2 separate regions of the Sus scrofa genome follow, and region 1 is linked to region 2. Evidence: chromatin contacts called from public HiChIP or PLAC-seq data. All regions are on one chromosome and are shown on one strand. Each heading gives the region's core, a stretch centred on a gene start, on an enhancer-like site or on the middle of the called end of the contact. The rest is flanking DNA. Distances are from core to core; before and after follow the strand shown. Region 1 overlaps ADHFE1 (hydroxyacid-oxoacid transhydrogenase, mitochondrial). Region 2 holds the start of MYBL1 (myb-related protein A).

Evidence for each region. HiChIP or PLAC-seq counts read pairs in DNA pulled down with a chosen protein or histone mark.
Region 1: a contact with region 2 is called in an H3K27ac HiChIP or PLAC-seq map of skeletal muscle, with 7 times the contacts expected there. The contact joins the enhancer-like site here to the promoter of MYBL1 in region 2. A contact is called at or near these places in 4 of 5 promoter capture datasets (fetal liver, fetal skeletal muscle, liver and 1 more), 24 of 47 Hi-C or Micro-C datasets (adipose tissue, alveolar macrophages, blood and 15 more) and 2 of 2 datasets of contacts at active chromatin or transcription factors (alveolar macrophages and skeletal muscle).

The regions. Positions count from the first base shown.
Region 1 is chr4:68,259,246-68,265,335 of Sscrofa11.1, reverse strand. It overlaps ADHFE1 (hydroxyacid-oxoacid transhydrogenase, mitochondrial), which reads left to right. Exons shown (of 14, transcript XM_003125603.4): 11 at 1,392-1,470; 12 at 1,643-1,739; 13 at 4,203-4,360. Among named protein-coding and RNA genes, the nearest start is that of ADHFE1, 23 kb to the left of the region's middle. Within about 2 kb of position 3,880, at least 19 of the 83 cell types and tissues checked have an H3K27ac peak or open chromatin away from gene starts, as enhancers often do. A contact at or near this core is called in adipose tissue, brain, mesenteric adipose tissue and 4 more, where this site is marked.
Region 2 is chr4:68,117,063-68,122,780 of Sscrofa11.1, reverse strand. It overlaps MYBL1 (myb-related protein A), which reads right to left and starts at 2,703. Exons shown (of 16, transcript XM_021089286.1): 1 at 2,268-2,703. The coding sequence starts at 2,287. LOC106510063 (a long non-coding RNA gene) reads left to right here and starts at 3,000. Exons shown (of 2, transcript XR_001308193.2): 1 at 3,000-3,340; 2 at 3,428-3,744.

The DNA of each region.
Region 1 (6,090 bases), core at 2,631-5,130, 140 kb before region 2:
AGAGACTCAGAGAACAGATAGCTTCTAATCTTTTTTTTTTTTTCTTTTAATTTAGGGCCGTACCTGCAGCATATGGAGGTTCCCAGGCTAGGGGTCGAATCAGAGTTGCAGCTGCCGGCCTACACCACAGCCACAGCAACACAGGATCCTTAACCCACCAATCGAGGCCAGGAATCGAACCTGCAACCTCATGGTTACTATTCAGATTCGTTTCCACTGTGCCACAACAGGAACTCCCTAGACTCTAATCTGATGACAAGCAAGGGGCACCTTTTTTAATTTTTTAATTTTTTTAAAGGGCCGCTCCCTCAGCATATGGAGATTCCCAGGCTAGGGGTCTAATCAAAGCTACAGCTGCTGGCTTACCCCACAGCCACAGCAATGCCAGATCTAAGCTGCATCTGCGACCTACACCACAGCTCACGGCAACGCCAGATCCTTAACCCACTGAGCAGGCCAGGGATTGAAACTGCAACCTCATGGTTCCTAGTCGGATTCGTTTCCACTGCAGGAACTCCAGCACCTTTTTTTTTCATACAGTTCACCAAAATACTTCATCTTCCTATGAAATGTAAATCTTTTAGTAAATAAAAAAGTCATCGAATAACCCACATTAACAGACTTACAGACCATTTTACCATTGTAAAGTGCTTCATTTTCAATATACTAACTGTAAACATAGTAACTTCTCACAATATGTGTTTTCTGGGTCATCCAGCAAACTGTTATATTGTCCTGTTTGTTCACTAAGAATTCGAAAGGATATAAAGAGTTTTCACATTAAAACAAACCAAAAAATCCCCACACATAAAAACCATAGTGCCTTTTCTTAATAGCTTTCAGGCTAGAATAATCACATGTAATTCAACTCCCCTTAGTACATAGCATTTAAAGGATCTATCAATCATCGGCAAGACACTGGCAGATCAGACTTGCATGTCTAATGCAGTACATCTTGGCTCATAAAACTCCCACCGACACCCTCAATTTGTGAACGAACAACTGCCAAAGCCAGAGGAGTGCAGAGCAAGATAGAAAATGCTTACCCTGAAGCCTATCAAAGAAACTGCAGAGTGAATTCTTGATTTCTTCACAATCATAAGGTTAACTGGTATGCTTGGGGAGCAACTTCTGTATCGATAATTTTTGATGGCATACAATTCTATGAGCATTTGAATTTGAACATTTCAGAGGTTTTGTCAACGAATACACCAAACATCACTGCATAATAACATATCCTCACAGGAATCAAAGGAAACAGAATGTCTAAGTTGGTGGGTTAATAATATTGTCACGAGACTGTGAAGGGCTCTCCCCTGTGAGTACTTCTGAACTGTTAACTTGATTTTTCATATCTGTATGTCAACCTAAGGACTGTCTTTCTTTTCTAGCCATGGAATGTCTTACCCAATTTCGGGCTTAGTGAAGACATATAGAGCAAAGGATTATAATGTGGATCACCCACTGGTGGTAAAACCATAATAAATTCTTTTAATTTAGTCTTAGATTCCTTGCAATTGCCATAAATGTATTTGTCAATTCTTCACTGCTTGGAGTACCGGCTAAAGTAATTTAATATCTAGACCATGGAGGCTGAAGACCAGATTTACCCCATCACTCACCATGTTCCATTTCCCTCCAGCCTCATGGCCTCTCTGTGGTACTCACCTCCCCAGCAGTATTCACGTTCACGGCACAGATGTCACCTGAGCGACACCTGGAGACAGCAGGAATACTAGGTATGAACCACTGCTCATAAATCTCTGACCCACATACGTGGAGCGTTTCCTAGGATTGTTTCTGAAGATCAGCCATAAAAGATAATACCAAGAAACACTGCTTTGAGATAATTTAAAATGTCAATGAGCTGCCCAACTCCTATCTAGCACTAAAATTCTATAATTTTATGTTTCTAAGAGTCTATTAACGATGAAATGGAACCAAATATTGCTTATGTTAAGTTTAGAGTAAGAATATTTCCACTGTTTTCATCCTCAAGGCAAGTGAAACTCTTTATATACTATTAATGCTATGCTTTTTGTTTTAACAGGAAATAAAATGAATCCAAATTAGGAAGTAACAGTAAATTTCCAATTATACAGAACTTTAAATAACCAGAAACTTTATAAAGAGTTCCCCAAAGACATATTTGTTTGCTGTTCTATAGAATAAATAATGTCAATAATAAGATGCCCACGGTGCCTTTTGAATCTTACAAATGCAATGACATTTAAGATCACTTTAGTGTTAAGTAAAATATTAGTATTTTTCTAATACAAGAACTCTTTTAAGTAACCTTGAGTATTCGACTCACTTTTAAAAAATCTATTCCCCTACTTGTGTTTAGGGTAGAAAAGGAAAAGCTAAAAAGAAAACCGATTTATGCTCTTCTAGCACCAGCCGTTGGAGGGATTATTTCCAAGAAGGTCGGAACAACCACAGACATCCTTCCGAGCGTCTCGCCTCACCTCCACTTCTCACACTAGGTGTTACTGAAAGAAGGCCAGGCCTTGATTTCCCCACACATGACTGCCTGAAACGTGGTGCCAACTTTTCCAGGGATCTTTTCCCTTTCAGACTGGGGAACATTGGTCAGCCCTAAGCTGAAACTCAGACCCTTGGTAAATAGGAAACGGCATAAATAGGCAGAGCCCAGATACTAGGCTGGGCATATGGTAACTGGGAACATCTTCCAGAACCTAAACCTAACTTTCCAGGCAACCAACAAAACTGAGAAGGCAATGCCTCTGTCAGACAAAACCCATGCAGTTGTTTCCTCTTACACGGGAAATCTTAGATAATGTCATTCCGCATTTAGCCATTAAGTATTTTGATTCCTCGTGTAATCTTAGAGTTAAAGCAATGTATTCTCTCTTTCCTACCCTCTCTTTTTTTCTAAAACACTTCATAGGAAAACCTGGAGGTTTGGATGGTATGTTTTATGGCCACAATCCCGGGAACATCAAAACCTCATAAACCCCGTATCGCGTGTCACCTCTCCACCGAATCGGTATCCGAGCGGCCACTGTGTAATACAGCCTGGTCTTGTCAGGTCGGCTCTACCTTCCATCTAGCTGCTCTCCCAACAAGCTCCGGACCTGGTTCTATTTATACCTTTTCCTGGATTACTTAAACAGTTCTGTCAGAGAACAGAAAGGTTAAAACTGATTTAACAATATACTTCAGTACGGGGGTGAACCGGACATTCTCGTCTCTTTTTGACCAATACAGAGGAAGTGGACTTGGACAATGGGAGGCATTTTGGATAATAAATAAATAATGCTGCCTTCTGTTTACAGATTGCTGCACTTTCTGGCAATGAACGTGTCCACCTAGAACAGATGGGGGCAGGGGTGCTAAAGATCTGGAATCAGTTTCGTCTGAGAGCTTTCACTGCCACCTACCTGAAGGCAGGACCCCCGGGCTCTTCCACACTGAAGCTCCATGATTTTGCGTATTAATCAGTGATTATGAAAAAATTCTGTCCTTACAAACCTCCAGCCCTTGGCAACCTTCTTCCTTATTCACTATCATCGTTATCTCCATAGTAAACACTGCTTTCTGAGTCTCCATATTCTTAATTCCGCCTGACAGATTCTTTAACATGTATTTAGAGGAACCTATATACATTTGGCAACAGAATTAAAAAAAAAAAAAAAAGGTTTTGTATCTATAAAGAGGAAATATTTCCTTCCCTGGCCACACCTAATCCATTTTTATCGTTTCCTTCTTTCTGGCAGTTAATGTGGGCTTGGGGGGCTTCCGAAGATTCTTGTCTCATGAGTGTTTGCAAAGGGTTTGTCTCCCTAAGCTGTTGCTGTGAGAGAGGACATGAATGTGCAGACCTCTAGGTGTCAGCAAATTCCCAGCCTTCAAAGTTACATAAGCTGTATTTCCTCCTCCAGATGCTCACTCCTCCCGTCCAGACACCAGCCTTCTTTCTTGGTCTCCTTCCTGTGCCTCTTTTCCTGGCTCTGTTCCTCCCTTCCCACCCCAGTGGGAAGGTGAGAGCCAAGTTAGCGGCTCCTCCTGCCCTTCCCTTCCGCGGGGCTGACTGCTGGACCGCCCCCACGTGGAGCCACAGGGTGCCCTTGTCCTCGGGGTAAGGGAGCTGGCAGTAGGTTATATTTTCAGCTAACCGGAGTCACACCCAGGGCCAGATTCCCTCTCCCTCTCTACAGTCGGTGCTCTGTGTCTTCCAGGAGCCGACATCCGCACGGCCAGGACCCCAGATGCTGGGCCCATTTTGGCAGACACTCTGCGAAAATTCTTATTTGATCTGGATGTGGACGATGGCCTGGCTGCCCTTGGTTACTCCAAGGCCGACATCCCCGCCTTAGTGAAAGGGACACTGCCCCAGGTAAGAGATGCAGCCCAACTGCACCCCCCACAAGACACACAAAGCTCCAGGGGAGACATGGTCCATCTGGGGCATCTTAGGGGGCATATGAAAACCCAGATCCCCCCTTCCTCTTCCTTTGCCTTTACATTATTCCATTAAAGTGTGGCTTATGTGAAGCTTTGGTGATATAATGAAAGGATCCTTTATAAAAATTTAAGGCAAAAACAACCATCTTTATCTGGAATGTTGCAGAATTTCCCTTTTCTTCATTTCTGCTCTTTTAAAAGCCCCCTATCAAACTATGAGGAGCTGTCCCAAAAGGGCCACTAATATTATTTTCCATTATAAGGAGTTACAAATTCTATTTTGTGAAGAATAGACATGGCCCTTTAAGATGATTGCAGAATCACTTTTTAAATATATTTGGGAGATTGTATACTTTATCCATATGTATACATATCTGTGTCACTTTGAATCTTCTTACATTTATTTATATGTTCCTAAAGAATCTGAAGCAAGCAGTTCTCCTGTATATGGTGGGATCGTGACAGATGTAAAGTTTCCCCTCCAGCTTCTCATGAAGAGGGGTTATCCCCCTTGGGTCTCTCCTTCATTTAGGATCAGACACCCTTGTGTCATAGCCCCAAAGCCTAACAGGTCAAGGCCCTGCTCACTGCAATTCACCATAAAATAGAGAGCTCAGGGCTGTGAGATGACACCAGGCTCACTCAGTCCTCCTGTCCAAAAAGGGAAAGGCAAGGATCACTTAAACAGTATGAGGATATACGGAAAAGATGAAAACTCTAATTCAGAAAGATACATGCACCCCAATGTTCAGAGCAGCACTATTCACAACAGTCAAGACATGGAAACAACCCAAGTACCCATCAACAGATGACTGGCTTAAGAAGATGTGGTATATATACAATTAAATATTACTCAGCCACAAAAAGAATGAAATATTGCCATTTTCTGCAATGTGGATGGACCTAGAGTTTATCATACTAAGTGAAGTAAGTCATACAAAGACAATTAACATATGATATCACTTATATCTGGAGTTTAAAAAACAATACAAATGAATCTATATGCAAAACAGAAATGGACTGTCAGACGTAGAAAACAAACTTACAGTTACCAAAGGGGAAAGGGAATGGGGAGAGGGATAAATTAGGAGTGTGGGATTAACAGATACAAACCACTATATATAAAACAGATAAGCAAGGAGTTCCCATCATGGCGCAGCAGAAGCAAGTCTGACTCGGAACCATGACATTGTGGGTTCGATCCCTGGCCTCACTCAGTGGGTTAAGGATCCTATGTTGCTGTGAGCTATGGTATAGGTCACAGACATGGTTTAGATCTGGCATTGCTGTGGCTGTGGTGTAGGCCAGCAGCTGTAGCTCCGATTAGACTCCTAGCCTGGGATCCTCCATAGGCTGCATATGCAGCCCTAAAAAGCAAAAAAAAAAAAAAAAAAAAAGCAAAGCAATAAGAACTCACTGTATATAGCACAGAGAGTTATATTCAATATCTTGTAATAAACTATAATGGAAATGATTCTGCAATATATGTACATATAACAATCACACTGCTACTCCCCATGAAACTTACACAATATTATAAATCAACTATACTTCAATTTAAAAAAACACTCTGGGAGTTCCCGTCATGGCTCAGTGGTTAACAAATCCAACTAGGAATTATGAGGTTGAGGGTTCAATCCCTGGCCTCGCTCAGTGGGTTAA
Region 2 (5,718 bases), core at 1,454-3,953:
TAAGATATTTGGTTAAAGGCATAAGACTAGACTTTGCCCAATAAATCATTTATCCTTCAAAATTTTCACTTCCTATTATTTTCTAAGATAAATAAATCATATTTACATACATAAGAAATATAAATTAGAGCACAAAACACATTCAAGTATGAAAAGACCCTAAGAAATACACCATTCAGAGGTGATAATTTCTCCTCACATCCTCTACCTGCATACTGCCACAGGGAGTGTAGCTTCAAGCCAACTGCATTTAATTACTCCAAACTTATGACCCTTTCAACATTTCTATAATACATTTCAATTAATTTTTAGAGCTGAGAGGAAAAGTCAACAGTACAATTAAAGAAGTCAAAGCTCACAGAGTTATCAACAAAATAATTTACACAAGCAAATTAATCAATTTCTTTCTTAGCCTATTATTATGAAGCATACACAAATTAGGGACAGAAAACTGACTGGAGAAGGCATTCAAGCATCCATATCTAACCATAACTAACTCCTGATGACAGCATTAGCCAAAAAACTCCTTCAAATAAGATTAAAATCAACACTGGTAAGTAGATAATGTCACACACTGAATATAAACAAACTTCTGTTATTGAGTTGACATATTCACTTTTCACTGGGCTTAATAAAGGTTTAATTTTTTTTTAAAAAAAAGCTTTTATAAAGGCCTAAACTGGTACCTCAGTAATTACAGATACAGGAGCTTTTTACTATCTTTTCTGAAGACTGAGAAGTTAATTGGGTCTTGACGTTATAGAGCAGTGATTCTCACCTGGGTGATTTTGCCCAACCAACAGTTATTTGGTAACGTCTGGAGATATTTTCAATTGTCACACTTGGGGGAAGTGGGGTGTTACTGGCACGTATCGGAGAGAGGCCAGAGGTGCTGCTAGACATTCTACAAACCACAAGACAGCCCCCCTCCCCAATACAAAGAATTGTATGAATCGGATAAAGACCAGAGGTGCTGCTAGATATACAAACCACAGGATAGCCCCCCTCCCCAATACAAAGAATTATCTAATCCAAAGTATCAACAATGCCTAGGTTGAGAACCCTCTTCTAGAGGTGCATGCGGGTGTGGGTACACCTGTGGCACCTCAAGAGTCTGATCTATTCCCTAGCTGCTACAAAATAATAATCTAACAAGGACTTGATTATATTCTGTGCTGATTTCTGCCAAAATGCCTTGCATATAGATGCTTAACAAATGAATAAAGCCACAAATATTATGTGCAATTATTGCCAATTTTTAATGGAGATCTGCAATGAATAAATCTAGCATTAAAATTCAATTTAGGAAATACACTTCCAGTTAAGACTTTGAGGCTATGGATCTAGGTAAATAAAAACCATTTGGAAATCCTGTCAAACTTCTCTTCATGTTTATTTAATAATCCTGACAAAAAGGGCCCTAGTTTTTTGTCATCTAAGTGATTACTACACACAATTTAGGAGTAGCTACTGTAGTGACATATTAACAAAGATGACATGCATAAGTTCAATCTAGCAAGTTTCCAACAAAAGCCATGTCCTGTCTCTGTGCAACACTTCCGTAGACACACAAAATATTAAGTGAATCAAACACATTGTTTTATTTTAAGATCAAGCTACTGGCGGTAACAGTGTGACATCTCCCAGTAGAGGATATTAAATACATATATATATATATATATATACACATAACACTAAAACCATGAGGATGGTAATTACAGAAAACATCAAAAAGAGCCTCTCTACTCATGATTCCTCAGAGGATTTCCATACCTTTCAAGGTGGCAGAGATGGCCGAGGGGTCCCCACCTATATTTAACACAAGAGTTCCTATTTTTAACAGGTCCAGTAATTCAGAGAAAAAGAGGCCCTCTGAATGCCACTTTGAGGTCGTCCGGCCAGGTCAGTACCCCAGCCTCACCAGAGGAGCGGACTCCCTGAAAGCACACAGACTTACCTGCCAAGAAACTCCCACCAAGAACTTGCCGCGAGAGATTGTGGGTCCGGACGTGCGCTGGGGGGGGAGAAGGGACTCAAGGAAGCAACCCGGGCATCTGTTGCTCACTTCGTGAGTCTTAAACACACCGGTCCCCGACTCTCCACACGTCACAGCTGCGCTCCGGCCAGCGTGCCGAAGCGGCTGTGGAGCAGCGGGCAGGATAACCTCGGCCCGGGCTAGGCAGGGCCTGGTGGGGAAGCGGCGGGAAAGGCAGGATGATCTGAGCCGAGACTGTGCCGACAGGCCTGGAGAAGGGGATGTCACCCACCTGCGCGACCTCTTCGCCATCCTTCAAGTACCGCATAGGCGCAGGCTGGGCGGGGACGCAGTTCAGCCTCCTCCAGCCTCAGGCGAATGCTCCTTCTCCCCAACCCTCCCGCCGCTTCACTCGCTCACGCTCCGAGGCGACCGAGTGCGGAACTCAAGTTCCCGGCAGAGCAGGACGGAGGGGCGGACCGAGACCCGCCCCCGGCCCGCAGCGCCGCTCCTAGCCCCGGCCTGGCCCGGTCAGGGATACCCCCAACATGTCAGCAGGCGCGCTCCTGCCCTCCGCTGGCCGCTCCCCCTGCCTCTCAACCTCCTTGCCGCGGTCCCAGCGCGGCTCCGCCGCGGGAGCCGACCCCCGCCCTCTCCCCGCAGCGAGCCGCTCTGCAGGGCTCGCAGCCTCCTGCAGGGTTTTGTCCGCACCGCCGAATCTCGCGCCCAGCCTCCCTCAAGAGCCGCCGTTTGAATCTGCGCACGCGGCCCGGAACCTCATTGGCTGTGGCGGCGGCACGCGGGGGAACGAGGGCGGGGCCGGGAGAGCGCGCGCGACTGAGGGCGGGGCTGGGGAGCTGGAAGCCGGGACTGGAACTCGCGGGAGCGGGGGAAGGAGCTGGGAGCGAGGGGGTGGGGCCGCAGGCGGGGCTCGCGGGTCTAGCTATGACAGGACCCGGAGCGCGCCCAGCGCCGCACCGCGAGGGGGCGGGGCGCCGAAGGCCGCGCGGGGCCTACTGGGAAAGCAAGTTCCAGGCTCGCGGAGAGGCTATCTGGCCGGAAACGCGGCCTGAGCCCAAATTTAACGGGATGCGGCACTGTTGTCCCTGGGGGTTGAGCTGTCCTGTCAGGGATTGTCCCCGCACCCTTCTCTCGGCCACAGCTGCTCACTCCTGGGGTGCATCCCTCCTGTTAGGAGGCGCGGTCTTCGGATTTGAGACAAATCTAACTATAAAATTTGCGCGGCCGTTATTGTTTAAGCAAAAATGAGAGCTCTTTTGGCCCAAACTTGGTAGTCAAGATTCTGTAGCAGGAAACTGAACATCAAGACCGAGCAAGAGTGTGACAGGTGGAAAAAGTTTTCAGGTAGACACGTGCTTGGAATGGAAAAGGGAAAAAAACAGGGTCTGCGGCTGGTCTTCAAAGAGCTTAATCCACTACCCGGTTCTGCAGGAAATAACTGCGGTGCGCAGTGAAGGAGCCGTGATCCCGGAGAAGAATGCGGGAAGACAGGAATGGACTGGGAATTACGCGCAGATAACCGAGCGCGGTAGTCAACAGGAGAAGGTTATCTTCCTTCGCAGGAGAGAGGGGAGGAGTAAGGAACTGCTGGGGAGGAGCTTCTAGCAGTTACAAGTACGAACTGCTCAGTTTAACTCTTATTAAAGTAGATTAATTACAGTAATGATTAGAAATGCTAAAGGATCCAAATTTGCAAGGTAACATGCTCTACTGCATAGAGCACAAAACCACATGTTAATGTAACAAAACTTACATTTTGCTATTTTGAAATTTTACGCATCAATTTTTGCAAATCAAAGATGCAGGTGCAAATGTGAATTAAGAGGCGCTTGCATGTACTACTTTCAAAACTTAAAACACCTGCCTTTTAATACTTCCTTTTTCTCAAGTTAGGTTTCTGGGACGGTAAAACAGCTTTTCTTTCAAATCATTCTTTATTGTGTTGCTAATTCATTTAAAAAAAAAAAACCCTAATTTAGAAAGTAATGTCGTTTGAAAATAGTTTTCTTATATACTCCTAGGTCTTAATACTCTGCTTATTTACATCCTAAAAGGAAACCGTCTTTCTGCTATATTTAGGCTACAGTCAGTTTTATACAGAATACCTTTTTAGAGCTTGAAGACAGGTATTTTAGATTTTGACAGCAAACTAAATTCCCCTCACTTTAAAGGTAAACATAACTCCTCAGAAAGATAACATTACAAATTCATTTAAACTAGTTATAAAAAGACAAAATGTGGAATTAAAGTGGCTCACAGTTATTTCAGTACACATACTCAAATATAACCTGACACTGGGGGGGGGCGGTTAAATCAAAATGTTTAATAAAGAATTTTTATTCAGAGTATATAAAGAATTCTCAAAACTTAATAATGAGTTTGGTGAGATTGTAAATGGGTGCAACCACTGTGGAAAGCAGTATGGAGATTCCTCAGAAAACTAAACATAGAACTACCATTTGATCCAGCAATCCCACTCCTGGGCATCTATCCAGAGAAAACCACGACTCGCAAAGACACATGTACGCCAATGTTCATTGCAGCACTATTTACAATAGCCAAGACATGGAAACAACCTAACTGTCCATCAACAGAGGAGTGGATCCAGAAGATGTGGTACATATACACAATGCAATATTAAAAAGAAATATAAAATACCAGCATTTTTAGCAACGTGGATGGACCTAGAAACTATCAAGCTAAGTGAAGTCAGCCATACAATGAGACACCAACATCAAATGCTTTCACTGACATGTGGAATCTGAGAAAAGGACAGACAACTTCTTTGCAGAACAGATGCTGACTCACAGACATTGAAAAACTTATGGTCTCTGGAGGAGACATTTTGGGGGGTGGGGGGATGTGCCTGGGCTGTGGGATGGAAATCCTGTGAAATTAGATTGTTATGATCATTATACAACTACAGATGTGATAAATTCATTTGAGTAAAAAAAAAAAAAAAGAAATATAAGACACACACACACACCAAAAAAAAAAAAAACTCAATAATGAGAAAAAAAGAAGCAAAAAAAGTAAAGGACAGGAATTCCCTCTGTGGCTCAGCGGGTTAAGAAGCCACTAGTATTCATGAGGATAAGGGTTTGATCCCTGACCTTGTTCAGTGGGTTAAGGATCTGGGGTTGCCATGAGCTATGGTGTAGGTCACAGATGCAGCTTGGATCTGGTATTGCTATAGCTGTGGTGTAGGCCGGTGGCTATAGCTCTGATTTCACCCCTAGCCTGGGACCCTTCATATGCCACGGGTGCGGCCCTTTAAAAAAAAAAAAAAAAGACACCAGATTAGTGCAGACACTTTTTCAAAAAAAAAAAAAAATACAAATGGCAAATAAGTAGCATGAAAAGATGTTTCACATCATTAATCACTAGAGAAATGCAAAGTAAAACCACAACAAGGTGCTACTAGTACACAGTTATTAGAATGGGGAAGGAGACTATACACGTGTTAGTGAAGATGAAGATGCTGAGCAAATATAACTTTGTTACATTGCTAGTAGGAATGCAAATGAAACAGCCACTTTGGAAAACAGATGTTTATAGTGGCTTTATTTGTAATCACCAAAAGCTGAAAACACAAGGAACATTGGTCACGCATTTACCCCTCAGACCCCAAGCGTTAGATTTGAATAGTCTGTTAATGCTTCCCAAGTCTTGGAGTTGCTGTCGTGGCTCAGCGGTTAGGGAATCTGCTGAGGTTTCAGTTT